7 separate regions of the Mus musculus genome follow, and regions 1, 3, 4, 5, 6 and 7 are each linked to region 2. Evidence: chromatin contacts called from public HiCAR-type and promoter capture Hi-C data. All regions are on one chromosome and are shown on one strand. The core of a region is the stretch at or near the end of the contact, and the rest is flanking DNA. Distances in the headings are between cores, read along the strand shown.

What was found. Promoter capture Hi-C pulls out the DNA fragments that hold promoters and counts their contacts. HiCAR-type assays count read pairs that join an accessible place to other places. Capture Hi-C pulls out chosen DNA fragments and counts their contacts.
Region 1: a contact with region 2 is called in a promoter capture Hi-C map of pre-B cells, with 4 times the contacts expected there. The contact joins the promoter of Nckipsd here to the promoter of Twf2 in region 2. A contact is called at or near these places in 3 of 39 promoter capture datasets (liver and pre-B cells) and 1 of 9 other capture datasets (liver).
Region 3: a contact with region 2 is called in a promoter capture Hi-C map of the 3T3-L1 cell line, with 4 times the contacts expected there. The contact joins the promoter of Pfkfb4 here to the promoter of Twf2 in region 2. A contact is called at or near these places in 2 of 39 promoter capture datasets (the 3T3-L1 cell line and liver).
Region 4: a contact with region 2 is called in a promoter capture Hi-C map of pre-B cells, with 4 times the contacts expected there. The contact joins the promoter of Topbp1 here to the promoter of Twf2 in region 2. A contact is called at or near these places in 2 of 39 promoter capture datasets (cranial neural crest and pre-B cells) and 1 of 115 datasets of contacts at active chromatin or transcription factors (astrocytes).
Region 5: a contact with region 2 is called in a promoter capture Hi-C map of liver, with 3 times the contacts expected there. The contact joins the promoter of Cdv3 here to the promoter of Twf2 in region 2. A contact is called at or near these places in 3 of 39 promoter capture datasets (the 3T3-L1 cell line, cranial neural crest and pre-B cells), 1 of 484 Hi-C or Micro-C datasets (B cells), 2 of 115 datasets of contacts at active chromatin or transcription factors (astrocytes and pro-B cells) and 1 of 9 other capture datasets (liver).
Region 6: a contact with region 2 is called in a promoter capture Hi-C map of pre-B cells, with 3 times the contacts expected there. The contact joins the promoter of 5830418P13Rik here to the promoter of Twf2 in region 2. A contact is called at or near these places in 2 of 39 promoter capture datasets (cranial neural crest and pre-B cells).
Region 7: a HiCAR-type map of astrocytes shows a contact between it and region 2, with 4 times the contacts expected there. The contact joins the enhancer-like site here to the promoter of Twf2 in region 2. A contact is called at or near these places in 3 of 39 promoter capture datasets (the 3T3-L1 cell line, cranial neural crest and hippocampal neurons) and 2 of 115 datasets of contacts at active chromatin or transcription factors (astrocytes and embryonic stem cells).

Annotation. Positions count from the first base shown.
Region 1 is chr9:108,806,813-108,810,954 of GRCm38.p6, forward strand. It overlaps Nckipsd (NCK interacting protein with SH3 domain), which reads left to right and starts at 1,568. Exons shown (of 13, transcript NM_030729.4): 1 at 1,568-1,842. The coding sequence starts at 1,672.
Region 2 is chr9:106,200,935-106,204,694 of GRCm38.p6, forward strand. It overlaps Twf2 (twinfilin actin binding protein 2), which reads left to right and starts at 2,174. Exons shown (of 9, transcript NM_011876.3): 1 at 2,174-2,350. The coding sequence starts at 2,326.
Region 3 is chr9:108,989,600-108,993,814 of GRCm38.p6, forward strand. Pfkfb4 (6-phosphofructo-2-kinase/fructose-2,6-biphosphatase 4) reads left to right here and starts at 2,303. Exons shown (of 14, transcript NM_173019.5): 1 at 2,303-2,513. The coding sequence starts at 2,417.
Region 4 is chr9:103,302,907-103,306,927 of GRCm38.p6, forward strand. It overlaps Topbp1 (topoisomerase (DNA) II binding protein 1), which reads left to right and starts at 2,421. Exons shown (of 28, transcript NM_176979.5): 1 at 2,421-2,465; 2 at 3,191-3,281. The coding sequence starts at 3,198.
Region 5 is chr9:103,364,093-103,368,233 of GRCm38.p6, forward strand. Cdv3 (carnitine deficiency-associated gene expressed in ventricle 3) reads right to left here and starts at 1,688. Exons shown (of 5, transcript NM_175565.3): 1 at 962-1,688. The coding sequence starts at 1,276.
Region 6 is chr9:103,421,531-103,425,651 of GRCm38.p6, forward strand. It overlaps 5830418P13Rik (RIKEN cDNA 5830418P13 gene), which reads left to right and starts at 2,048. Exons shown (of 6, transcript NR_040466.1): 1 at 2,048-2,099. It overlaps Bfsp2 (beaded filament structural protein 2, phakinin), which reads right to left. Exons shown (of 7, transcript NM_001002896.3): 7 at 3,394-3,614. The coding sequence ends at 3,611.
Region 7 is chr9:104,087,019-104,090,698 of GRCm38.p6, forward strand. It overlaps Acad11 (acyl-Coenzyme A dehydrogenase family, member 11), which reads left to right. Exons shown (of 20, transcript NM_175324.4): 10 at 3,240-3,317. Among named protein-coding and RNA genes, the nearest start is that of Acad11, 25 kb to the left of the region's middle. Within about 2 kb of position 1,698, at least 46 of the 459 cell types and tissues checked have an H3K27ac peak or open chromatin away from gene starts, as enhancers often do. A contact at or near this core is called in astrocytes, where this site is marked.

The sequences.
Region 1 (4,142 bases), core at 318-2,817, 2.6 Mb after region 2:
ACCAGTCAGCATAGCTCCAAAGAGCTACCACTACTTTGTGCCTGAAAGCTTCTGTAAGTGTGTGTGTGTGTGTGTGTGTGTGTGTGTGTGTGTGTGTGTGTGCACTGCCAAAAATTGGCAGAAACATTTGATAAAGCCAGGGTCTGGATATCAAGTTCTTGTCTTGGCTGAGCCTTCTGGCAGCTCCCCACATCCCACTGGGCCTACCTCCACCATGCCTAAAAATAGATTAGCGAAGTCTAGGTGTAGTCTGGCTCATCTAAGTACTCAGGCAGAGGGAGTTGGATTGCTGTTAGTTTCAGGCCAGTTGGTGCTGCTAGTGTGACCTTGTCTTTAGGGGGAAAAAGCCAGGTGTGGTGGCACCTGCCCTAAGTCCCAGCATTTGGGAGGCAAAGGCAGATGGATCATTGGATTTAAGGCCAGCCTGGTCTACATGGTTCCAGAACAGCCAAAACTACACAGTGAGACCTTGCCTTGGAACATTGTCTGATGGTGTGTATATCCTGTGCTCCTTAGATTAGTGGAGAGTATGCAAGGATCCTTTAGGCCTTCTTCACTACGACCGAGGGATGCCAAGGATTTCAAAGATGTGGATGGCTAGGCTGAATATTAAACTGAAGGTCAGGGATGCTTTTTCTTTCTTTGAGACGGATTCTTACTATGAAGCCCAGGCTGGTCTTGATCTTGGCTTTCTACAGCTCTGCCTCCTGGATGCTGGGATCATGCCACCATTCAGAACTCAAAACATGCTTTTTAAACCTCATGTGTTCAGTCCCTACCCTATCAGCCTTCTGCCCTAACCATTTTTTTTCCCCAGTGCCATTTGTGATGTTGGGGCAGGACAGGGTTGGTAACAGACAGCCTTTTAAAACAGGAGATGCATGTATACACGCAGTTTGATTCGTTATGAGTAAATATGACCTTAGGTCATAGACTTAAATCCTTTTGTAACAACAAAAATGGCAAAAGGATAGTCATTGACAAGTTGGGGCGTGGTCCAGAAGGGAGTGTTCAAATAGAACAGATGCAAGACTCAAGATAGGAAAGAAGCCAGTATATATGAAGGGAGTGTATATGTGGTGGGTAGCAAAGATGCATTCTGGACAGTACAACCTGGTTTTGTCCCTTGCCCTCCACACTTGTCCACCACCTCAGCGACAGAGTAGGGACTTTGTACTAAGGCACTGTGAGGCCTAGATGCGCTGGGGAGACCCCTCCCCAGAAAGAACTTCCAAATGTCTGATCAGGATTCCTCAAAGCAAAACACCATATCCCCGTCCCCAGGGACGCACTGGCTATAAGCATCCTTCATCAGGAGGTGGGAAGGAACGCAGCGCTTGCACCTGAGCTGGGAAAGGAGGAGGAAAGCCAGGGAGAGGGAGTTAGGACCCTAAGTCAGCTGACTGGAGTCTGAGGCCTGAAGGAACTGGAGACTCCCACCCCGCCCCGCCAAACCTCTCTCGGCCGCGAGGGGGCGCGGCGCTCCAATACTGGAGCCGACTCGCTCCTGGGGCGGGGTTCCGGCGGTCGCGCATGCGCACGCGCGGCGTGTCACGGGGCGGGGCGGGGCAAGCGCCGGGCGGCGCGGCACTCAGGGCCTGGCTTCCCGGCACCGCAACCTTCGTCGCGTACCCAGCCCCGGCGCTTCGCGGCCCGGCCCGGCCCGGCCTCATGTACCGCGCGCTGTATGCGTTCCGCTCCGCGGAGCCGAACGCCATGGCGTTCGCTGCAGGCGAGACCTTCCTGGTGCTGGAGCGCAGCAGCACGCACTGGTGGTTAGCAGCACGGGCGCGCAGTGGCGAGACCGGGTACGTGCCGCCTGCCTACCTGCATCGCCTGCAGGTGAGTGTGTCCCTCCGTCCCAGGCCTCTCGACCGAACCCCTTCACCAGCACGCAGAACCGATCCAGGAAGCTCAGTCAGATTCTTCGGGACTTCTACCAGACAAGGAGGTTGAGACTCTGACCTTAAGTCCCAAGAGCCGTAAGGACTGAGACCCCTCCGGAAGGGCCGTCAACACCCACCCGAGACTAGGCCTTTGACATTTAACCGCAGGCCCGTGAAAAGCTTAATTCTGGAACAGGGACTCTCTGTCATCGATAATCAGAGCCTCCATCTGCATTGAATTCTCGAGCTGGATCCAGAGACTTCCAGTCCATTCATTATCCAAGTCCCTTAGACCTCCAAACCCTATTCGTTCCCCTTTCCTGAATCCCTAGGATGCCCATCTCCCATCAATCTGTAGCCTCCACCTTTAACTGTAAAGATCACCGTGCCCACCACTGACTGTGCCACCTCATACACCACCTGTTTCCTCAACCACCCTCCAGGTTCTTAGTCCCCACCCCACCCACACACTTGGACCCCAGAGCCACAGGCATTCCTGTCCCTTATGCGAGTCCCAATTCCTGTAGTATCTCTGTATCCCGAACCCGCCCACCTATCAAGCTCTCCCCAAGGACAATTCCCCAACCCTTCAGGAACCAAGGCCCCTGGCCCCTGCTGATAGACAAGGTTCCCTGGCACAGCCCCCACTTCTCCCAAGCCTCCACTCCTGACTTCTCTGGTTTCCTTCCTCTGAAATCTGGGCGCTCCATCCTGGAATGGGAGCTGTCCACACTGTGAGGAAGTGAGCCTCCTTCATGGTTTCCCGTTCTGAAGATGGCCTGGTCCCCTTCCAGTGGAGCCTGCTCCAGTTCCTGTTTGCTCAAGAGTAGTCCTGCTGCAGTGTCTCCAGCTAGCCTATTCTGACTGCAGGAGGAAGGGGACCCAGGGCAGTCTGGGCTATTCCAGACTCATAGTCCCTAGCTATGGAAACATCCTGTCCCAGCCCAGTTAAGGACAGAAATACTGTGATAAATTTGGAAATGTCATCTGGTCTTGCTAAAGACGAGGGACCCTTGGTTCTAGGGTCCTCCTCACAGACTCTCAGTCTCCTCTAGAGGTGTTCAGGTGAGAAAAATCTAAACTGTGTCACACCCAGCTCAGCTTTTTGAGCACCCAGGTCTCTTTGGAGACTTTGAGGAAGCCCTGCCTCTTTGTCAGGCCCTGTGGAGCCTCTGCTCTAGCCAGGGTCAGTGGGGCTGGAGGGTTTGGGAAGGAAAGATCTTTCTCGGATCACTTCCTGTTTCTTTCGTCATACCCCTAGTCTCAGTTCCCCCGACTGCGAATTTCTGTCTCATTTTTACTCCACCTGGTGTTTGCCCTTCTTTTTCAAAACTTTCCCTTTCTGTCGCTGTTGCTGTCTCTCCCTGCCCCGCCCACACACCTTCTGCCATCTGAAGGACTTTGCTGACCCCTATATTTATTTGGCCCTATCCAGGGAAGCCTCTTAAACTCACTCCGGAACTAAACACGGTGACTTATGTGTACAGTCTGAGGCTTCGGGAAGAGTACCTTGAGCTCCAGGCCAGCCCTGGGCCACATAGCCACTTCCAAACCAGCTTGAGCTGCAGAGATTCTCATCTCAAAAGACCAGCCACCCAGCCAACTAAAACAAACGGGACTGTACCCTAATGTGTGCTTAGGTCTGTTCTGGGGTTCCTGTCCCGCAGCTGGCCAACCCCACCGCTGTAATCCACACCTCCCTCCATGCCAGACAGTGGGGTAGAACGGACTCCTGGGTTACTGAGGACGGCCACACAGGCAGGAATCAGGCCAGTCTCTCAAGTCCCTCCTTTGTCAGAAGCAGAGTGCCTTCCCAAAGGTGGTCTGAAAAAGTGGCGGGACAGCTTGGGAGGGTGGAAGGAAGGGAGGTCCTTTTGACCCGTTTTTACCTCCCAGCGCTTGGGAAGGTCCCTGTGGGTGGGAAGGTCCCTGTGGGGACAGGGCTGTTTTGGAGTGTGACCTTGGCTTTGTGAAGGAGCAGCATCCAGAGTGACTGATTAGGGATCCCAGACATGAGAGTCTTCCCTTTTGGCATCTCATGCTGGGCTCTGAGCCAAGCCCAGGGAGAGACTAGGTTTGGACTCCTGGTCCCAATCTGGGATTCCTATGGTTTCTCTCTATAGGTTTTTAGAATTGTCTTTGCCGAGAGCCTGTGTATGCAAGCCCCTAAATGTAAACTATAAAATACCATCACAGAGTCCCAGGTAACACGATTTGACCACTTCATTCTGTATTCCATTTTGGCTGTCTTCTAGT
Region 2 (3,760 bases), core at 924-3,423:
ATACAGCTCAGTTTTCATGTATTTAATGAGTACGGACCAGGCAAGCAGCTCCTCATCGACTTGTGGGACAGCATCCATCTTTGTGGGTGGCCTGTTTCCTTTATCCAGTTTTCTACCTCACCACCTTTTTTTTTAAACCTCTTTTTTTTTTAAAAGATTTATTTATTTATTTATTTGTTTATTTATTTATTTATTTATTTATAAATTATATGTATGTACACTGTAGCTGTCTTCAGATATTCCAGAAGAGGGCATCAGATCTCATTACAGATGGTTGTGAGCCACCATGTGGTTGCTGGGATTTGAACTCAGGACCTTCAGAAGAGCAGTCGGTGCTCTTAACCACTGAGCCATCTTGACAGCCCCCTTTTTTTAACCTCTTCATTTGTTGACAAAGTCCCATGTAGTCCAGGCTGGCCAGGAACTCACTATGTAGCCCAGGCTAATCCTGAAACCCCCACCTCCCTCTCTCTCTCTCTCTCTCTCTCTCTCTCTCTCTCTCTCTCTCTCTCTCTCTCTCTCCCTTCCTTCTTTCTTTCTTTCTTCCTTCCTTCCTTAGCCCAGGCTAATCCTGAAACACCCCCCCCTTTCTTTCTTTCTTTCTTCCTTCCTATTTACTTATGAGACAAAAATCTAACCATGTAGACCAGGATGGCCTTGAAGGCCTTTGCTTCCTTAGTTCTGGATTATAGTTATTTGCCAACATACCTGATTTATGTAGTGCTAAGGATCAAACCTAGTACTTCACACATGTCACGCAGGTTAGAATGATCTATCAGCTGAGCCAGCCCAAGGATGCCATTTGAACTTGAGTTCTCTCACAGATTTGGGGTGTGTGTGTGTAGTATATACATACACTGTGTATGTTAGAGTACAATGTGGAAACCAGAGGTGGATGCCAGCCAGTCAGCCTCTATTGCGCTTTCTCTCTCTCTCTCTCTCTCTCTCTCTCTCTCTCTCTCTCTCTCTCTCTCTCTCTCTCTCTCTCTCTCTCTCTCTCCATTTGGCTGGGTTGGCTGACTAATAAGCAAATAAGCCCCAATAGGTATTGGCCTGTCTCCTCAAACTCCCTCTCCCAAGGTCCCCAGCCTCCCTGCACAGTCCAAGGGGAAAGCCAAGTGTCTTCATTCTGTTGCCGGGAATCTGAAATTATATGCTAACTCAGCACTTTACTGACTGAGCCATCTCTCATTAAGTTATCTATTTTTTAAAGTTTTTATTTATTTCAGTAAAAAAAAAATTTTGGTGTGTGTCTGGGTGTTTGGCCCGCATGTATCTATGTGCACAATGTCCGTGTCTAATCCCAGGAGGCCAGAAGAAGGAACAGTTGTGTCATGTGGGTGCTGGGAACCAAACTTGAGTCCTATGCAAAAGCAGCTAATGCTCTTGACCACTGAGCCATCTGTCCAGTCCCGTTTATCTATTTTTTAATAACAAGGTCCAGGGTGGAGAGATGTTTCTGAGGTTAAAGAGTACTAGCTGCTATTCGGCCGTTAGTCTGTAAGAGCAGTAGGAAAGGCTGCTGGGAATAGAGGCAAGGTCATTAGGAATTGGGAAGTTCCTCAGGTTGACTTCCAGTCCTTCCACCACTGGGTCACACTTAGCACATGCACCGTCTTTTTGGAAAACTTTCCTCAGCCTTGTTAGGTCACCTCGGTCTCTCCTACCGTATTCCTTCCAAAATTCATTTCCTCCTATGGCCATTCACTTTCTCAGCGTTGGGCTCCAGACACCGTGCACCTGATGACTGGTAGGAAATCAGTACACACACACACACACACACACACACACACACACACACACACACACACACACACACACACACACACATACACACACACACACTCACACTCACGACCACACACGAGCGCGTGCCCACCTACACTGAGATCACCTCACCATCACAAACGGGTACGCCTGGATCGGCCCTCACTCTCAAACCTCCTCCGCGGCAAGCTCACAGCCCCTCCCACGCCCAAGTGCGGATCCGCCCACAGACCTCCAGGATCCTGGCCTACAAGGGACCACCCACACAATCCCTTGGGGCCCCTTCTTGGCCATGAAGGTGGTAGCGGCCGGGCACTGGGCCATCCGGACCCCGGCGCCCGCTGCGCGCACGCGCGGCACCAATGCCCGCCTCTGCCGGCCTCGCCCTCCGGGGGCGGGGCGCGCTGGGGGCGGGTCCTGCGGCACCGCCCGGGAAGCTGCGCGAGGCTCGGTGCCGTCGCCACATCCTCCGGAGCTCTGGGTCCAGGCGAGCCGAGTCGAGCCGGGCCAGGACCAAGAGGAGAACTCCGACGGCACGGGCGAGCCGAAAGCTGAGCCATGGCGCACCAGACCGGCATCCACGGTGAGGGCGGATGGAGGGCGGACAGGGGCTCCGCCGCGCTGGTTCTCCGCGCTAGGTCCCTTCATCCTTCTCTTCCTTGTACCCTCCTGGGAAGCTTCCTGTTCTCTTTTGCAACCGCGAGTCCCTGGGATGGACACGTCTTGGGGCAGAACAGACTGTTGTACATAGCTGGGAGTGGGTGCACATGGATGCACACAGCGAGGGTGGAAGTATCTTGTGTACCCAACTGGGGGCGGATGTGCCTGTGTATACTGGTCTGGGTATTTTTGTTCTTTTCTGGAGGTGGGGTGTACCCGGATGTGCACATCTGGAAAAGTGTACATGGGTGTACACATGTTCTCTGTATACAGTCCAGTATGTGCACATCTGGATGAGACTTGGTTATGCCTGTCCAGGCTTCTTCGTGTGCATGCACTAGTGGCTGGTTTTGGACACTCTAGGTTCCATCTCAGACATCAGTGTTTCCTGGCTGCACGCACAGAAACTGTGGGTATCTGCATGTGTGCACAGTTCAGGCACATCTCAGTATGTGTGTGTTAGCATGGGTGTTTGCATGGGTGTCTTATGACTGACATGGGCTTATGTGTATGTGTGGAGAGGGTAGCCTGACCTTTTCTCCTTTCAGGACCCCTAGACTCTTGCAGACTAGGTTGGACAGAAGCTGGAATGGAGCCCTCCTTCTTAAGTAGAATGGGGAGAACTGCACATCTGACCTTGGCCTCTGACTTCTTCCCTTTTCCATTGTGATCTCTCTATCGCTGCTCCAGCCAGGCCTGCAAAGTCCCAACTTCAAGCTGGAAGCAGGGGAACGGGTCAGGATTCAGACTTTATAGGGGAGCTCCTGCCTCCACCCTCATCTACAGGAAGCTTCTACAGCCCAGGGCGTGACACCCATAGCCCCCCTCCAGGGCCCCAGTTTCCTCCTTGGAGAGACTTAAGAAAGAAGCAATAGCTGGGAGCCAGGTATTTTGTCCCCATTTGTTATGGGCCTGGAAGGGCTGCTTCCCTGGCCAGTAGGGAAGGCCAGGCTGCTTGCCCAGACAGCTTGTTGGTTTGGCCATCAGCCACTCCTACCACCACATCATGATTCCCTGACCAGGGCTACCACCATCGACCAGCCTGACTGCCGGAATCCCTGCCTGCGGTTGTGGCTGCTTGGTGGATGGACAAGCCAAGAGACTTTCCCTGCCCTAGCCCATCCCCATCCTGTTTGTCCTGAGCATGCAGGGACCTGGATCAAGCCTGGCCACCCACAGGTGGGCCAGCCTCTCCTAGAGATGGAGGAGCAGGTTTCTTGAGTCAGCCCCAAAGAGGGGAACTGTCAGGGTAAACTGCTGCCTGGCCTGCCCCTTCCTTCCTCTTTGTCTGGTCTGAGCTGCTATCTCCAAGAGGGAGGAGGTGCTACGAAGT
Region 3 (4,215 bases), core at 1,053-3,552, 2.8 Mb after region 2:
CTCTGAAGGCTGGGAGATGAGCCTGTGGGCTGGCTCTGTTATCTTGACTCCTCCCTGGTCCCATTCTCTGTTCCTTACCGAAGAAGAAATGAGGTCATGGGAAGGGAGCCGGGAAGTGGGCCCTCGGAACTGATGTTGACCTATGGTCTGTGGATAGATGGACTTGAGAGGGTGTGTCTGGGTCGGCTGGGGGTGAGCTCAGAGGAGTGGGAGGTAGAGAGCTACATTTCCTGAAACCAGGTTCAGACTGGGTGTGGAGATGGCTCTGCCCTGGCTACCAGCTCTTGAGTAACAGCCGGGAGTTCTGGGGAAGAGGATGAGACACTGATGGGGTGCTGGGTACCCATGTGTATCTAAGGTGGCAGCCTTATGAGGACTGACCATGAGGTTTCTATGGCTGACTGTGGTCCCAAGATGACCTAGGCCATGGCCAGGACATAGGCAGGGACAGAAGGAGTAGCTTCAGAAAAGGAGTTCACAAGAGGAACCCTGTGGGTGTGCTCCAAGCTGCTCATTTCCCTCTGGGAATGGAGGGAGGATTCTGCAACTGGCAAGGAGGTAAGAGGAAATGAATCTCTGCCCAGAGCAGGGTAGTTCCCAAAATAGCCGGCCAGAGCTGGTACCAGGGAGGCCCCAAATGGGCTTCTGAATTTTATTTCCTGGTGCAGTGGTTAAGATATCTTGGTCACAGTCCTTCTGTCTATGCCAAACTCTGGAGAGTTGGTTTGAGACTTGATGAACTGACCCAAAGCAGAGACGTGAAAGGAAGGGATGTGGGCCAATTGTGAACGGGGTCAGCCTTGTTTTTCATGTCCCTAGCTTCTGGCTGGGCATATGTGAGGCAGGAAACCTGCCAGGGGTTTGGTGGAGGGCATCACTAGAGGGTAGTGAGATCGAGATTCAAACCCTGTTGCTGGGGCCTGCACAGAAAATATACAGTTTGGAGAGGCGGGGCTGAGCAGAAAGAAGAGGCCTGAGCTTTCTGGAGACTGGTGGGGGTCAAACGCAGAAGAGTGACTTCCGAACACCACCCCTCACTGGCCTCTAAGGGGTCATGTTCACTGGGGGTCGCCCAGCTGGAGAATTCGTTCATATGGTACCACTTTAGCCCTTAAGCCTGAGCTGCCAGCCCTGGCCCTGGGCCCTTGTCCCAGTACATTTTCAAAGGCAGAGAGGGAGGTAATATAATGAATGAGAACGCCCACATGTTTTTAAACAGATTTCTGAGGCTGACACATTTAATCTGTACCACAGTCTTGTAAAATTGATGACGTCTGCATCTCATTTTCCTGATGAAGAGACAGAAGCTCGTTAAAAAAAAAATTCATTATTAAAACACTAATTGGGGCTGGGGTTAGCTTACTTAGCATACACAAAGCCTTAGGTTCTCTAGGTTCGATTCCCTGCATAAACTCTGTGGAAACACTGGAGCTTGGAAGGTGAAAGCAAGATGAGCAGAAGTTCAAGGTTATCCTCAGCTACACATTAAGTTCCAGGACAGCCTGGCAACATGAAACCAGCCCTTCTTCTCCCCCCCAAAAGAAAGAAAAACCAAACAGCAATAAAATTATAATTGGTAAAATATAAATCCTGGGAAGAAAATCAGAATACTGCTTAGTGAGACCCCAAACAGCTTGTTCATATATTTCAGAGATTTAGCCTAAATTCCCCAGCAGCCAGGCCAAAACATGGTCGATTTTGAGATGTATTCTGTGTTTATGTCCCTAAGAGAAGGGAACTTTTTCTGTGTGGTTGAACAAGTTGTTCTTGTGGACCCGGGAAGTTTCAAGGCTAAAAGCAACCGAGGAGGAACGAAGAAGGTCCAGGAGGGCGCAGCGGTGGTTGACTTCCAGGGCAGCAAGTCAGTCATTAGAGCCATTCAGGGACAAGTGCCACGCTGGTCCAGACTATCCGGCTCTGAGGATCACGCAGGCCTGCTCAGCTTCTCCGTACCCTTCTCAGTAGGCGACTGTGAGGTCACATTTCTCAAGGGAGTAAGAGGCCACACAAGCTTTGGGGCAGGGCTGCAGCACCCTGGGCGGGACCATGAGTGGGGCCTATGCATATAAGAACAATCTGGTTGAGTACAGTAAACTTCACATCCGGGGCGGGGTCTGCATAATCCGGGTGTCAAAGGTAGCTAGTATTGAGCATGCGCGTTATCAACTCTGGTTTGACGGATGGGGCGTGCTTAGTCCAAAAGAAGCTATAGTAAAATTGGGCATGCGTAGTCGTAGGCCAGTGCCTCTTTAGTTTGGGTGGAGCCTATTAGTTCTGGGGCGGGCCTGCGAGAAGATTGACAAGAGTTGGAGCCGCTAGAGGGTGGGCGGGGCCGGAGGGGCGGGACCTCGGGTGGCCCGAGGTGGCCCGGTTGCTGGGTGAGTAGCAGCGCAGTCCGATTCATCCCAGCCCAGGGATGGCGTCTCCACGGGAACTGACCCAGAATCCCCTGAAGAAGATCTGGATGCCGTACAGCAATGGCAGGCCCGCTCTGCACGCCAGCCAGCGTGGTGGTAAGACCGGGGTCCTAAAGGAGAGAGAGAAGGTGAACCCTGATGGGTGGGTAGACGGCCTAGACGAGGGTCTCGAGTGAAAAGGCAGGAGACTGGTAGAGAAGCAGGCACCGGTGAGGCTATTGTAACTGGTGGGCGGAGTCGGGGACAGGTGAGAGGCTGAGAACAGGTGAGCGGGAGTGACCGTGGTACCGTGACAGTGGCCCGCAGAAGTGTGGTGAAGCAGGAGTGGGGACAGATGTGAGGGGACATCTCAGTCTGTTGGAGACTGGGTCTGACCCAGTGGATAGGCACCGACCCGAGCTGTTTCCAGTGCCTGTGTATAGAAGAGGACTTCGTTTGTGGCCGTGGCTCTTTACTCTCTCCTGGCCACAGAGTGGGCTAGCGGGAAGTCTGGCTGGAAACTGAGTTGTGTAGCTCCAGACAAGGCAGTTGGCTTCTTTGAGCTGAGAACTTTTGAAAGCCTAGCCATGGGCTAGTTAGTAGTCCTCAGGTACCCCTTGGTTTTAATGCCAAAGTTTTAGAGGAACTTTGGGGGAGTACAGTTGTCAAGATTTGGACAGTGGGAACGGCACACCATATGGACCTATATCTGTGCCCCTGGATGTGGAAGCACCCACTTGAGTTCACTGTTAAATAACTGCACAGGAGAGTCAAACATCAAAGAACTATGCTGGAATTTGTGAATTGCGAAGTGACTTACCTCTTCTGGGATCCTGAGTGTTCTCATCTACTTCCTTGGCTTTTCTGTTTGTTCTTGAACGAGTCTGTAATTTTTTATTGACAGGGAAAAGAAAAAAATTGTTTTATAAGTAACTCAAATATTGTAATGAATTTGCAGCTTGGCAAAGACCTCAGAGAACATCTCGTACAACTGGTGGCGCAGATATGGAAATGGAGATCAGGCTGTTGTGTGATGTGCCAGGGTCTCCGTGCATTCCTAAAGGCTGCTGTGTGTGATAAGGGAGGGGAGGGTCCTCTACGCTTCTGTGGCCAAGGCCAGCCTGAGGCCACGACTTTGACCATTACCATAATGAGAGGGGTTGGGAGTGGGGAAGGCGTGTGTTATATGATCATGACTTGGGTCCTCCTAGAATGGCAGTAGTTCAGAAGCAGACTGTGTTCCTGTGGGTGGTGGCTCTGACCACAGTATGGGTACTGGTGGAGCCATAGCTGTGCAGACAGACACATTCTGAGTCCTCAGGGGCTGTGGATTTAGCCTGGCCAGCTTCCAAAAGGAAGAATTAATCAGAAGCTCCTTGCCAGTCTATTAGGACAGCCGTCCAGACCAGAGGGTGGCTGCCCCCGTTACAGAAGGGCAGGGACCTGGACTTTGGGGACAGTAACGCTCAAGCCACATCCTGGACCAGCTGTGTGATCTTGGACAAGGAGCCAACCCTTAGACCTCAGCCTAGGATGAGACCATTGTCATTTTTGCCTCTAACAAGTAAATACTTGAAAATTGGAAGCAAGCTGGGTGTGGTGGTGCAAACCTTTGATCCCAGCACTCAGGAGGCAGAGGCAGGAGGATCTCTTTGAGTTTGAAGCAACTCAAAGTACATAGTGCGTCCCAGGGTGGTGAGGGCTTTGTAGAGTGACTCTGTCTCAAAAATAAACAAACAAAACAAAACACAAACAGAGGGAAGAAAGGAAAGTAGATCTCACCACCACCAATCTCCTTTTTGCCTTTTATTACATCAGA
Region 4 (4,021 bases), core at 1,171-3,670, 2.9 Mb before region 2:
CACATAATCAAAGTAAAAATATACTGTGTTAAATGCATAAACATATACCATGGTCATTTATCAGATCGCCTATAGACTGCTCTGAAGGGCATTTTCTTGATTAGTGATTGATGTGGGAGGGCCCAGACCATTGTGGGTGGTGCCACCCCAGGGGAGGTGATCCTAGGTGATCTAAGAAAGCAGGCTTGAGCAAGCAGTGGGTGTAAGCCTGGTTGTCTTTGGCCTCTGCTTTAGTTCTTGCCCTGACTCTCCTCAGTCCTTGGTGACCTATCAAGTATCCTACAGATATGATGACAACTTCAGGACAGAACTGCATTTTAGACATCAACTGTGGCTTCTTTTTCACAGCTCTAATAATTTCTTCAAGGCACTGCAGGGTCTCATGTATCCCAAGATACCTCCTGCTTAGCTAGGATGCAACCAGTGTTATATGGCCCTGAAGATGGAACCCAGGGACTTTTATGCTAGGCAAGTGCTCTACCAACTGAGCTACATCCTCAGACCCTTACCTCCAATACTAAGTATTTCCCTTCTTTTCCCTAGTGGGCATTTACCTCTGCGCCAGTGTTATCGATATCCTGTAAATGAAAAAAGTTAATGATACCTTTAAAGCAGGACCATTATAATCACTACAGTGACCAGCAACCCTAAATATATTGTACTTAAAAGAATAGAGTTTGTGTTGGGCGTGGTGGCATACCTTTAATCTCAGCATTCCGGGAGGCAAAGGCAAGATCTCTTGAGTTCAAGGCCAACCTGTCCTACACAGTGAGTTCCAGGACAGCCAAGGCTATGCAGAAACTCTGTCTCAAAAAATAAAATAAAATAAAATAAAGCTGGGGGTGGCTAATAATTCAGCATTTTATCAATAATTTACCCTTAGCAACTTTTTTTTGTTTTTGTTTGTTTGTTTGTTTGTTTGTTTTTCGAGACAGGGTTTCTCTGTGTAGCCCAGACTGTCCTGGAACTCACTTTGTAGACCAGGCTGGTCTTGAACTCAGAAATCCCGCCTGCCTCTGTCTCTGCCTCCTGAGTGCTGGGATTAAAGGCGTGATCCACCACTGCCCCCGGCTACCCTTAGCAACTTTTAAGAGGTAACATAAGAATGGGGTTTTGGTTAGAACCTAAGAGTTTTCTTACTGTAGATAGGCCAGAATAGTCAGATATTACCTGGGGACAGTGAAAAATGAGAAAGGGCATGAGCTATCAAAGGTGGCAGGATCTAACTGGATTTTTACAAGGAGAACGACCAGTAGTCAGACTACAGGTTTGGCTAAGTAAAGATTCTTTGTCACAAAATGCCGGAAGTACACATCAGAAAAGAAAAAAACCAACTTCTGTAATAAACTGTGCCGGGAAAATTGGATAGCCATACATAAAAGAAGGAAACTAGATCTTAATCTCTCTTGCGTTACACAAATATCAACTCCAAATGGATTAAAGACCTTAATGTCAGAACTGAAATCCTGAAACCAAAATAGTCAAGGGCTTTCTGAATAGGGCCCTAGTTGCTCAGGATATAATACGAACAACGGACAAATGAAATGGGATTGCGTGAAGTTAAAAGGTTGTGCACAGCAAAGAAAAATTAATCAAATGAATAAGCATACAGATGGGAGAAAATCTTTGCCAATTATACACCTGATAGAGGATATCTAGAAATACTTTTTTTTGGGGGGGGGGGGGTGGAGTTTCAAGACAGGTTTCTCTATATAGTCCTGGCTGTCCTGGAACTCACTTTGTAGACCAGGCTGGCAACTCAGAAATCCGCCTGCCTCTGCCTCCCAAGTGCTGGGATTAAAGGTGTGCTCTACCACTGCTCGGCTTAGAAATACATATTTTAAAAGTCTTGAATGTGAATATAACCTAATCAATAATCTAGCGTGCCTTTCATCACCCAGTCTTCTTTCCGTTACTGTTTTTGGCTTTGGTAAGGATTGATTGTTCATCCACTTTGGGGAGTCAGACCTTGACTTTCTTAACATCCTCCCACCCACAAGCCGCTATTAGCTTCATGCGCTGCCCCGGCACCGTCAGGAGAACTCGCCACTGGACCCCCTCGCCCCACTTCTGCACGTTCTGGACTTAAGGCTGATCGGTCCGGCCGCCCGCAGGCCCTCGCCACGAACGATGAGCTGCGCCGCAGCCGAAACTGTTGCCGCAAACCCAGACCCCAGAGCATCTCGGGAAAGCGTGCCCAAGGACCGCCCTCTTCCGACCGCTCCGCTTCCCAGAGCGGGGGCCCCGATGACGCCACTTCCTCCGGAAGAGGTGTGGCGTCCGCTCGGTTGGCGCGAAAGTCGGTTCCCGGTCTTGGCCCTTCCGGGTTCTGCAGCGTTAGCTTCGGGTTGGGGGCGCCGCCGAGGGCGGGGGCTGCGCGCCGGGCTGGCGCCCGACCCCAGCCGCCGTCCTGCCGGCCGCGCGCCCCCCGACTTGGTGCCCGTGGGCCCTCGGGCTCCACCTAGGTGAGCGAGCTTCGGCTCCTCCCGGCCGGCGTGGCCGCCCGGCGCCTCTTGCGGCCTTCGCGCCTCTCCTAACCGGCGGGTGGGCCTCAGGTCCCTGGGGAGCCGCGGCCTGGACGCTCCTTTCCCTGGGAGCTGGGCCGAGCGTGCACGACCTTGCACGGTGGCTGCTTGCGTTCAGAGTTCGTTAACTTAGGAGCAAATCTTGCGGGCTGTGGGTACCCGTAGCCGCAGCGGCGCCCTGCGTCGTCTTAAGCCCCATGCAAGTGAACAGTGAGTGACTGAGGACCAAACCAAGGGTCTCAGGGGATTCAATCAGGAACGTTCATTTTGTTCTCACGTTTGCAAGGATCCGTGTCCTTTTTTTTCTTCTTCGACTTTGCCCACCTTCTGGGGCCCTTTGTAAACATCTTGAATGAATTGATGAACCAAGCCAGATAGCTATGTCTTAGGCACTCTTGTCTGCATAAGAAAATAGTTGATTTGCAGGCCGGGCGGTAGTGGCACACTCCCTTTTTTGCCAGCTTGAGTGAGGCAGAGGCCGAGCATCTCTTGAGTGCCAGGCAGACCTAGTCTACAGAGCGAATTCCAGGACTGCCAGGGCTTGTCTCAAAACTAAAAAAAAAAAAAAAAAAAACCAAAAACCCTACAAAAATAGTTGACTTGTACATTTAATTCCCTGATTGACTGACTGACTTTTGTTCTTCTTGACTGCCTTATTCTCACAGTTCAGCTATGTCCAGAAATGACCAAGAGCCGTTTCTTGTGAAGTTTTTAAAGTCTTCGGACAATTCAGAATGCTTTTTTAAAGCTCTTGAGGTAAGAATTAATGGATATGTCTTATTTGATACTTGAGCTCATTTTCATGTTTTAAATGTTTTTGCTTTGTTGGATTTTATGTCTTAGAAGTAGATAATTTTAATGAAATTTTGCTATAGCATATGCTTAATACAGATAAATCACTGCTATATAATTTTTAGTTGATGCAAGTTTACCATTATATTTTTTGGGAGGATTGAAATCTATTGTGACAATTGGATGTTAACCTACAGTTTGATCCCCTACCCCCGCCCGGTCTGTGTCTGTTTGTGTGTGTGTCTGAGCCATCTTCCCAGTCCTCTGACTTAGAGTTCCTGACTTGTTTTGTTTACTAACCCCATTGATCCTTTAAGCACTGAAAAACGGAGTCACAATGCAATAGTTTTGGTTCATTGCTTGCTCTCTCTCTTTCTCTCTGTCTCTCTCTCTCTGTCTCTCATACACACACACACACACACACACACACACACACACACACACACACATATTCATGAATGAATGAATGATGGGAGTAGTTTTGAGCTTTGCCATTCACAAACCCTAGTAATGTCCTTGTAGCTTGGGAATCTATTAGAAATGCAGAGCCTTGGGATCCCAACCCACATTTGACAATTAGAATATGCATTTTAAACAAAAGTCCCAGTGCATATTCAGGTTTGAGAAGTTAGCTGTTTTTTTTTTGTTTGTTTGTTTGTTTTGTTTTTTAAAGTTCACTCACTTAGCAATCATCAATTGAGTGT
Region 5 (4,141 bases), core at 438-2,937, 2.8 Mb before region 2:
CTTCAGACTAAAAGGCATCAAGGGCCAACGGGATTCCCCAAACTGGTAAAGGTACCCGCGAAACATCGAATTAATTAATTAGAGATCTTGGTAAACAGATTCCAGACTCGGAAAAATTCCATCAGTGGTCGCCAGGATTCTTGAGTCGGTCTAAGAATCGGCGGCAGTCAACACCGAGAACCAGAGAGTCTAACTCTCCAGGCCCACGTGGTGGGAAGAGAGAATTTACCCCGGCCTCTAACCTCTCCGCACACGTACACAGGAGTGCGCGCACACAAATAAGCAAATAAATGTGATCTTTAAAAAAAACAAAAAACAACAACAACAACAACAACAAAAAAAAAACAAAATTGCAGACAGTGACACAGACCTTTAATCCCAGTACTCCAGAGACAGAGGCCGGAGGCTCTTTGTGAACTGGAGGCCAACCAGAGCTACACCGTGAGACCTTGTCTCAAAAATTGGGGCTAGTGGCCGGACGGTAAAGTTTAGCCCGTTCCTGCAAGATCCGGAGACGTGCCTAATTCCCAAACGCCCTCTCTGCCGCCGCTTTTACTTAAACCCAAGCCCAGGGCGAGCTGAGCGGCGGAGAGAAGGCGACAGAAATTCCACAACTCAATTCCCAGCCCTGCGTGGCCGTGGTTGGGAGAGTAAGCCACGCTGGCCCGGGCGGCACAGAGGAGCCTCGGAACACCTTAAGAACATGAAATCCGGCCCCAGCGGGGCTCAAGCGGGACCACGAGGACTCGGGCACACGTCACCCGGGGACCGGCCCAACCCCCGTGGCCCAGAGGGCGCGGCGCGCAGAGGGCCGCGGACGGGGGCGGCCAGACGAGCCCCGGGGGCCGAGGACCGCGAGCCCGCCCGCCCGCCGGGCCGACGTGCGAAGCCCGAGTCACGTGGCCTCCCGGGCCGGCGGGGGCGGGCACATGCGGCCGGCCGCCGGCCTCCCGACCCTCACCTTCGTTATGGCCTTGCCGGCGGGGCCCGCGCTCCCGCCGTCTCCGGACCTCGAGCTCCCGCCGTCTCCGGACCTAGCACCAGAGCCCGAGCTCCCGCCGTCGCCCGACCTGGAGCCGGAGCCCAAGCTCCCGCCGTCGCCCGACCTGGCACCGGAGCCCAGGCTCCCGCCATCGCCCGGCCTGGAGCCCGCCGCCGCGCTGCTCCCGCCCGCGCCGCTCGCCGCGTTGGCCGCGCGACTGCTCCGTTCCTTCTTCTTCTTCTTGTCCCTCTTGGCGAAGAAGTTGTCCAGGCTCCGCTCCTCGGTCTCGGCCATGGCCGCGGTCCGGATGGGTGGGGCCGGCGGAGGGCGCGGCGCTCGCGGCTCCGAGCTCTGGGTCAAGGCCGGCTGTGCGCTCAGGCTGCAGGGTGCGGCGTCGCCTCAGCCCCGCGGGGTCGCCGAGGCGCGGGCGGCAGGGCGGCCGGCTCCCCCCGTGCTCTGGTGGTACGTTCCTCGCTGGGAACCGCGAGCGTGGAGCAGGGTCGCGCCCGCCCCGCTGCCTGAGGGACAAGGAAGGCGCGCACCGGCGAGCGCTCGGCTAACGACGGCGCGTGCGGGAGGAAGACGCGCGGGCCTGAGGAGGGGGAGAGGGGACGGGGAGGGGAGGGAGGGGAGGAGGGAGGGCGGGCCACCAGCAGAGAGAGGCAGCGCCGCGCCTGCGCGCTCGGTTCCGCCCGCCGCTGTGGGCGCGCCGAGGGGGGCGGGCGGCGGGATGAGAAGGGGGCGGGTCTTCCGGGAGAGCCAATCAGATGCCCGGACGGAGCGCTTAGGTGACAATCCGTTCCTTCTACGGGGCGGTGCCCTGTATGGGGGCGGGGAGAAAGCGGGTGTAGGCAAAGAGAGTGACGTCCCTAGTGACTCCTGCCTCCGATTGGCCAGGGAATTTGCCTTGAGGGCGGGCATTTAGAGGGTTGGTGACTTGGCTGAAGAAGACCAGCCGGAGGGGGCGGGTGTGCCTTGGTTGCGCGCATGCGCAGGGTACACGTGCGTCTGCTCGCCAGGACTGTGGCCTGGTAGGCGTTTGAACTTTCAGGAAAAGGAAAGAGACCATGTTAAGCCAGCTATGTTCAAGCTTGGTCCTCCTGCCCTGCTTTTCTGTACTCGCACCCTCTCTGGTCGGGCACCTATTACTTTTCTTCTGAATGGAATGCTTTTGATGAGGAGCGCTGGATTAGTATTCGTGGTTCCATTTACGGAAGGATCTTAAATAAGCCAGTGCATGAAAGGAAGGGAACTGATTTTGACTAGCTGTGTCTACCAGGGTCAGGCTAAATAAATCTGACCCTCTAACGCTAGCTCTTGTGAGATGGAGAATGGCTGGGAATGTGATTTTGGTGGTAGCGTGCGACAGGCGCATGTCAGCGCAGAGTCTGTCCACAGAATCACAAAAAGAAAACACACAAAACCCCTCCTTTTCCTGGGTCTTCACCCTATTGGCACATACTATGTGAATACTTGATCCCCGAAACATCTGCAGCCCAGAAAGCTTTTTGTTTGCTTGGGGGAGATTGCTTTGTTTTGGGACCGGGTCTCACCTACCCCAGGCTGCTTTGAACGCCATACATAGAAAAGATAATGTGTTTCTGACCTTCCAGCCTCCACCATCCCAAGTGCTGAGAATTCAGGCATGCACTTTTGTGCCTATGTTAGCGATACTAGGGGTTTCCATTCTTGCTAGAGAGGCTCTCTACCAGCTAAAGAATGAATGACCCAATACAGATGTTGGAGTTTCCTTGTTTTTAGTTACACAATTGCACCTAGAATTGCTCCTGCTCTGACTTGAGTTTGAGTGATTGCTACAGTTTAACTTTGGCTCCTATGCTGGATCTTAGGACAGAGAAGGGGATAAAAAATATCCTTGTTTCCACCTGACTTGACTTTGGGGCCTTGGAGAATCAAATGTGTGTTTCTCTATGAGACGTGTGGTCTGGGTATGCATTAAACTTCTGCTTCCTCTAAAGGGTAGAGGAGAAAGCTGTGACAACCACTGAGGAAATGGCTAAGTCCTATGTCTGTAGCCTTGGGGGAAAGATAGGACCCAGCTAGTAAATGGAGGGATGTCTTTCCACACCTGTTCCCTCCTGTCTTTCCTTACAAGTCCTTCCCTAGTTGTGGCTATTGAAGACCTACATTCTGAACATATCGATGGATAAATGAAGGCTCTATGGCTGTAGCCAACAATAAGAAGACCTTTCTTTTGTTTTGTTTTTTGAGACAGGTTTCACTATGTAGTCCTGGCTGCCTTGGAACTGGCTCTGAAGACGGAGATGACCTCAAACTCAGAGATTCACCTGCCTGGGCCTCCTAAGTGCTGAAATTGAAGGTGTGCGCCACCACACCTGGCTAATAAGCAGACATATTTGTTCTCTTCCCCCAGCCCAGGATGGTTCCTAGGTGACTTCCTTTTGTGACACCACATATCTTCCTGTGGTATTGTCCAAGTTCAGCACTGCCCAGTGCCACCAGCTTTGCTTAACATCTCTTAGCAAACTTTCTTTTTACCTTCCTTGTCTTCTTTCCTCTTTCCTTCTTTTTCTGCCCTTTCCTGCTCCCCACCCCCCTCATTTTAAGACAGTGTCTAAAGTATCCTAAATTAACCTTGAACACAGAGCCAAGGATGGTCTTGAATCTCCACTTCCAATTCTCTCTCTCTTTCTCCTTTCTCTCTCATTTTGTTTCTGTTTCCTTTCATTTGTTTTTAGGATAGAGTCACCCTGTGTAGCCCTGTCTGGCCTTGAACTCAGAGATCTTCCTGCCTTTGCCTCCCTCTGCTGAGGTTAAATCCCACCACTGTCTACAAAGCTGTTTCCTGTATCCTGCAACTATTTTATCAGTTGAACACCCCACCCATTTTTCTCCTTTCCAAAAAGATGTATTTATCTTTATTTTATGTGCATGCATCAGTACATGGATGTGACTGTACATCTGAACCCCTAAGCCTGGATTTACTGTGAGCCACTTGATATGGGAGCGGGGAGCTGAACACAAGCCTCTGGCAGAGCGGTAAGTACTTCTCATCACCGAGTCCTCTCTCCAGCTGGCTCTCTCTCTTCCTTAAACAAGGTCTTCCTGTGTAGCCCAGGAGGGCCGAGTGATAGATAACACTCCTGTCTCTGTCTCCAAAAGTGTTGAGGTTCTAGG
Region 6 (4,121 bases), core at 798-3,297, 2.8 Mb before region 2:
CCCAGAACATGAGGAACTGTATTAAGGGTCGAAGCATTAGGAAGGCTGAGCACCACTGAGTTAGAGCCATCTGACATGGAATCGAACTAGGGTCATCTGCATGCTCTTAACAGCTGAGTTGTCTCTCTAGCCTCCAGACTCAGATAAAATTATTTAATTTTTGGTAGAACACTATCTTGTATTCTGGAACCACTCCGCCTCACAAAAAAGACCCTTTCTGTGCAAACTGGGGGTGGTGATGCATGCTTACAATCCCACTACTTAGCAGGTGGAGAGAGGCACAAGTTCAAAGTCATCCTCAGCTACTTAGCAAGCTCGAGGATCCCGCCTCAAAACCAGAACCAAATCAAACCAACAGTAGCAACAACAACAAAAGGAATAGCAGTGCGGTGGCACGGAGCCTTTAACCCCAGCACTCTGAAGGCAGAGGCGAGCGGCTCTCTGAAAGCTCTAGGCCACCACGGTCTACATAGTGTGTTCTAGACTAGCCAGGGGTACATAGAAAGATCCTGTTTGTAAAAAAGGAAAAGAAAAATGTATATAATATGTTGGGTATACTTATACTAAAAAAAAAAAAAATGTTGGTTATCTGACAAATTAAACCAGGCATCTTACATTTCTGTTTGCCAGTGGCAACCACTGCTAAGATTCTGTATTGGCCCAAATCCTATCTTGCCCAGAGAGGCAGTCTATTGAGCCAGCAAGCTGGCTCATTGGGAAAGGCACTTGTCACCAAGTCTGATGACCTGAGTTTGATCCCCTGGGATTAACATGGTGGAAGGAGAGAACCAACTCCCAAAAGTTGTCCTCTGACTCCACCAGCACCCCGACAAGCTCCTCCCAACAAACACATGGGTGTAATTAAGTAAAAGCTGGTGAGGTGGCCCAAGGGCTTATTGAAGAATGTGTGTAGGGCAGTTAAACAAAGGGCAGTGAACTGGGTGGCACTTACTGAATCCTGTAGTGGAGAAGCAACTGAAATCAGATTTATCTTCATGCCTTTGGGGACAAAATGAATTCAGGGAAGGGGCCATGCAAACTGTACAGTGCCACGTTGCTTTGTTTAGTCCTTGCCCCACCAAGATTGTCAACCCATGAGAACAGAAATGATCTTCCTTATATGGGTATTCCCCCTCCCCCCAGTCTGTCAAAACATTTGAGCATCAATCCATGCTTAAAAGAATTACCAATATCCTTGAAGTACAATTTAAGGACATTGTTATCAAAGGATGTGGGGGTCTCAACGCTAATGGGTGCTATTATGGTATGTGTGTGTGTGCGTGCGTGCGTGCGTGCGTGTGTGTGTGTGTGTGTGTGTGTGTGTGTGTGCGCGCGCACGCGCGCTCTCAAGCACACACCTGGAAACCCAAAATCCATGGAGTTGAGTAGTACGGTGTGGAAAGAGCTTAGGAGGAATCCAGCCAAAGCCCTTTACCCATCTACTCCAGAACAAATGCTCGTCACCACCGGCAGCAGCCTCCCCCACCACCTGTCAGGGAACCACTGCCAACGGGTAATTGTACCGTGATGTTGTGAGAGGAAGTCTGATTTTCAAAAGGCGCTGGCAGAATCCAGGGGCCAGCGGGGCCTTTTCATACCTGCTAACGAAGCCTCATTAGAAGCAGCAGGAGCCTGCGCTGGGAACTGGAAGCAGCCGTCAGTCATGATCTTCCCCTGCCAAAAGGTGATTAACTTTCTGACTCGCGGCACCTGCTCGTGGAGATTTGCAGGGCAGAAGAGTCTAAAACTCGCAGCCCCACTGGGAGAAACCCTTGAGAGGGCGCGCATCTACTCTCCTTGCATACCAGTGGCTTCCAGATTCGGCAAAAACAAACAAACAAACAAACAAACAAACAAAACCCCAGCATGGGGTCCTCTTCACCTTCCAGGCCCTGGGCTGTGTAGAGGTTGGAAACTGAAATCTTGGCTTGGAAATAATAATTAAGGATAATAAGAAAGGCAAGAAGGTCTTGCAGCATCCAATGTCGCTGAGACAGCTGCACTGTCTTCCTGATGGCTTTTGCACCCAGGTGGTTCAATTAGGAGCAGTTCGCAGCGAGCAAGCTAGCAGGGCAGTGGAGGCTTAGCTGAAACGGAGCGTAAGTGGTGTCTTTTCTATTTCTGGACTTCAGACACTGAATTATGTAAAGATATTGTGTAGAGTCTAAGTAACTGGCCTTCTGGGAGACTCGTGGGTTCTCTTTCTTTGGTCCTGCAGGCCAGCAAGGAAATCTACGGGACAGAATCCTAACCAGGACACACCTTGCTTCTTTTAAAAGGTTGTTGGCTTGTTTTGTTTTTTGAGACAGGATTCCTTTGTGTAACAGCCTTGACTGTTCTGAAACTCTTTTTTGTATGTCAGCCTGGCCTTGAACTCACAGAGATCCACCTGCCTCTGCCTCCTGAGTGCTGAGATTAAAGGTGTGCAACCTCACATTCTCGGCTGTTTGTTTTTAAATAAAGGTAAACACTGTTTATTGGTCTTTTTGGGACTTTACATCCATATGAAGGTCTTCAAATGTTCCCACACAGGGATGTATCCCTCTGTTGGGGTAAGTAGCTCACAGTGACAAAGGGACAACGACGGAGCTTATCTTGGTCTAATTCTGTGTAGCAGGCAGGTAACAGAAACAGACGTGTTTGTTTTTGTGGTGTGGTGGTGTGTGGTTTTAGAAGCACTGAGAGCCTGTGGTCCCACACAGGTGGTGGTTTCAGTTGTAATCTGAGGGCAGGAGGGTCTTGCCTTCGTGGGAAGCAGATGCATGAATAGATTTGGCTGGCCCGAGCCTTGAGAGGGCTGGCGTGGGGGGCGGGGGGGGGGGGTGGAGGGCGCTGGCATGTGGATCCCAAAAAAGAAATGTTGAGGCTGTAAATGGGTGAACTACCACAACCTAATTAGTCCCCCATGGGTTGAAACTGATGGAGAGGTGTTATGCTATGGGCAAATGAGATGTGTGTGTGTGTGTGTGTGTGTGTGTGTGTGTGACAGAGAGAGAGAGAGAGAGAGAGAGAGAGAGAGAGAGAGAGAGAGAGAGAGAGATTTGCATGTGACCAGGGTACCCGTCAAGTGCAGAACTTTTGAATGAACAGCCTTTGTGTGTTGATAAAACCAGAACAGTTGACCTTGAGGCAATGATGAGACTGATGGACTCATTTAACAGGCTCAACATGCTGTCTAGAAGCATCCAAGAATGGCTCCCAGTATGGGGGGTGTAGTGTATCATACACACTTAGCATGCATGAGGCCCTGGGTCCTATCCTTTGAACCAACAAAACAAACACACGCACATACTCATGAAACACCAACCCAAATCCCCAAAGAGGCCCTGGGACCTGCAGAGAAAAGGAAGGGTTTCTGCACCACCAGCAAGTTAGCCACAGCAAATGGCAGACTGGGAGCCACACGCAAAGTATTTATTCAGAGAGGCCTCGGTTGTTCAAGCTACAGACTACAGAAATGGGAGCAGAATTCTCTCCACCCCCAGGGAGCTCCGTCTGAGTCAGCTAGGGAGTCCAGCAGCCACTGAGGTTCTTCAGACGTCACCGGTGGGCTGCCGAGGAAGGCAGAGTTTTCTTTGTGAAAAGAGGAAGTCGTTTTTTGGTTTTCCCATTAGCTGAAAAGAAACACACGTGAGTCAGAAGCGGCAGAAACGGAACCTCAGTAAAGATACCACGGTAGGAGTGTGGGAAAGGAAGCCATGTTATGAGAAAGAATTTGGTCTTTGGAATAAGACAGTGCCAAGGTTCGAACCCCTGTTTTGTGGTTTGATGGATTTTGGACAAATGACTTCCAGAACTCTGGGATGTGAAGTCCTGTCAGTAACTGGGGATGTGTGGTGATCTGGTGGGCACAGGAGGGAATGAGGACGGCCAGGGTTAGGGCTGGACATCTGCGGAACAGCCATTCGGTGGGTACTTGAACTACATACCACCCCTTTACTCCTCCATGTTTATTTAAAACTTTATATATTTACTCATATGCGTGCAGGAATCTGAAGGATTTAGTTTTGTTAGGAACATCTTTCACATTCCACAGAAAGCAACTGGACAAAAAGACAGTTGGGGGAGAGAGATGACGGTTTTTCCACTTGAAAGGAGGTGCTGGAAGGTTTGCAGATGGT
Region 7 (3,680 bases), core at 448-2,947, 2.1 Mb before region 2:
GACAGCCACATGGCAGGGAGGGAGGCTGTAGACAGAGAAGAGTAAGGAAACAATGTGCCAGAAAAAGTGGCCAGCATCCAAAGTGAAGGAACGGGGAAAGTTGAGTCAGAAAGATGGGCAGACCAAGCTAAACCCCAAGGTGGCTCAGCTCACGGGAATCTGGGCTAGGGGCAGTTAATTCTTGGAAGGAAAAGTATAGTATTTCATGAAAGGAGTAATTAGTAGTTACTCCTCCTATCTCTTTAGCATGGCTTAAGATGAACCCACCCTTCTCGGGCATGTAAACACAGGTAGGATTTGGTTCTCAGAACTGTAGCGTCATAATGAGGTAGGCAGAATGAGGACACCATAAACATCTTCCCTAATATACTCATTACCAAACACAATGAATGGCACTGACCTTCTATGGCCCCCTAGGAACAGGCATAATATGCAGCCCCAAACAGAAAGCCTAGCGATTTCCCTGACAGATGTGACAAGCGCCCTCCATCCTGGAGCCTTTGAAAGTGCGAGCCTCTGCCTTGTACATTGCTGGACCCCAGACAAGCCTTGCTTCCCTAAAAGGAACATGGTAGTCAATTGCCAAAAGCAGTGTAGTTTGGGAGAATAATCTACAATAACCTGATGATTCACACCAAAAGCTTTGACAGTTCCCATGACCTTTAACCCCATGATTCTTTTAGCTGACGTGTAGAGAGAGTAGTTGATAAAGAGATGCTGTAAGTATTTATAACTGCATCTCTAAGCTTTTGTAGAACTATCATCCCCTATTTCTATTGTACTCTTTCAGTTGTACAAAGCAGAGGTTACTATTCGGCCTGAACAGTGTAATTTAGACTTTCCCACTTTGTTATTACTTTATCGTTCATTCTTGCAACTCAGATGTTTCTCTTGGAGCCGAGCTGCTTTGCTGAGAGTCTGCGGGAGCTTTTGTGGCTGCCCTTTGGTTGGTGTTTGCTTTGTTTTGTTTTTGAGGGGATAGGTAGTACCTTGCCTATTGATGATACTTTTATTTTGTCCTAAATCTTTAATGTTTTGAGACAGGGTCTCCCTAATTAGTTCAGTCTGGCCTCAAACTCATGATCCTCCTGCCTCAGCTTCTCGAGGGCTAAGATGATAGGTACGGGTGCCGCCACCAGCAGCAGCAGCAGCCAACAGTTTGGGATATGAATTCCAGGTTGTTAATTACTTTCTCTCAGGAGTTGAAGATTTCACCCTTCAGTTTCCTTTTGACCTTGTAATTACATTTGTTCATTTATTTGGGGGGGTTGGTATGCATATTGAAGTCGGATCTGCGGGATCGAACTCTGGTCACCGCCAGTCTTGGCAGCAAGTACCCTTCCCCTCTGAGCCGTCTCACTGTCCTCTCCCATTGCTAGCTTCATGGTTGCCGTGGAAGTAAGCACTCAGTCTCCTGGGTCCGGCATATCCTTTTTCACTCACACTTTTCTTCTCTCAAGTTTCTGAACTAAGTAATTGCTTTAGCTCTTCCTGCCGTGTTGTTCAGTTCTCCATAGTCTAACTTTGGAGAGTGTGAAAAATGTCCAGAGAGCCCTTAAAGAAGAAAGGCCCAGACTCAACAAAGGACTGTAGGTGCTCGCCTGCTCTGTTGGTCCCCAGGGCCTCCCCGGGGGGCAGGAGAAGCTTCCGGTCCCACCAGCCTTTAAGAAGCTGTACTGGAGCTTGCCAGCGGTAGCCTTCTTACGGTTCATTGCCAAGGCTTCCGTTTCCTTGGCTTGCTTCCCAAGTTTGTTTTAGTAGCCCATTGTCAATCTTGTAATTCCTTTCTTTCTTTTTGGAATCTACTCACCACAACTATTTTATGCTGTGAATGTAAGCAATATCTGTGGCTGTAAGGAAACACGGCTGTTTTGCTGATTCTTGCCTGTGGTGGCTGGTTTCCTGCAGCGATTAGGGATTTTTCAGGATGGACTGTGGAGTGAATTCTTTTTTTTTTTTTTTTTCTGAAGGAGTCACATGAGTTTTTGTACCAAACTCTTTCCTCTAGAAGGGCTGGTTTAGTTCTGGACAGCTGTTTGGGGCCACTGCTGGCAGGACATTGTAAACTTAATTTGGGTGTGAGGTTTGAGGGCCGCTCAGGTCTGGCATTTAGATCCCAGGCTTGGATGAAGGCAGGTTTCTGAGCCTGACATTTCTCTCTTCTGTTTCACTGCAAACGGAGAGCTGTGTGAAGGCTTTCTCCCCAGGCTGTGCCTCCAAAGGTGCAGATTTTCTGTGTGTTTCTCTGTTCTATTTGTTCCCTCCTTGGGTTTCACTTCTCAAGCCTCCTGGCTTTGATGGAACCAAAGTTCCAAATGCTCTGTCCAGCCCCTGGCCTTATCATGAGCCTGTGCCCGACTGATGTGGCCCATTGAGAACCAAGGCCTAGGTCAGCCTCCATAGCCCAGAGGACAAACTTTAGTTCCCATCCTCCTGCCTGCCTGAAGGATGAAGCTGTTTTGTTGTTTTCTTCCAGAACAACTGTGCATTACTTAATATATCTTCAACTGGTAACACTTCACCCAGCCTTTTTTTTTTTTTTTTTTTTTTTTTTTGAGACAGGGTTTCTCTGTTTAGTCCTGGCTGTCCTGGTAACTCACTTTGTAGGCTGGCCTTGAACTCTGAAATCTGCCTGCCTCTGCCTCCCGAGTGCCGGGATTAAAGGCCTGTGCCACCACACCCGGCCTCACCCAGCCTTTTTAGTTGAGAGGTTTCTATGCCCACTGTGTACCATGTTGCTGGAGACAGAATATGTAAACCTTGGGAATCAGATTATTACTGTCTATTACTGTCTAATATCGAGGCAGAATAATTTTTTTTGTTTGGTTTTTCAAGACAGGGTTTCTCTGTGTAGCCCTGGCTGTCCTGGAACTCACTTTGTAGACCAGGCTGGCCTCGAAGTCAGAAATCTGCCTGCCTCTGCCTCCCGAGTGCCGGGATTAAAGGCCTGTGCCACCACGCCCGGATCAGAATAATTTTTGATGAACAAATATTTAGAAGTTTTTTTATTCTGCACCTATTAATAAAAAGAAACATTACTAACCAGGATGGTGACACATGCCTGTAATCCCAGCGCTTAGGCAGCTGATGCAGAATTAGGAGTTCCAGCCCACACATATTTGAATGCGCCAGCACACGCGAGCGCGTGCACACACACACACACACACACACTCATGGTTTTCATGACATTGTGGCTTTGTACTAACTTGGTCTAATCATTTTCTCTTCACTGTCTTAAGGAAGTAGCTGAATACTATGCTCAAAGTGGAAACTCAGCGGAAAAGTGGGGACACCCCTTAGTGATCGAAAAACTAAAGGTAAGAGAGACAAGAAGGCACTCAACATGGGGAGCTGCATGTTTGGGGGCCCTTAATTATCATCGTCATGTAGATAAAGGATAACCTCAATGATAATAACTTTTCCCTTTTCTTTATGGTCTTGATACATTGATCAGGCTGGACTCAACTCGTGGCAGTCCTCCTGCTTCTGCTGCCCAAGTGTCTGGATGATAGGCATGATACCTCATGCTCCAGGAATAACTCTTTTTTTGGGGTGTTTGTTTTGGTTTGTTTTTTGTCTCTTGTTTTTCAAGACAGGGTTTCTCTGTGTAGCCATGGCTGTTCTGGAATTTGATTTGTAGACCAGGCTAGCCTCAAACTCAAAGAGACCCACCTGCCTCA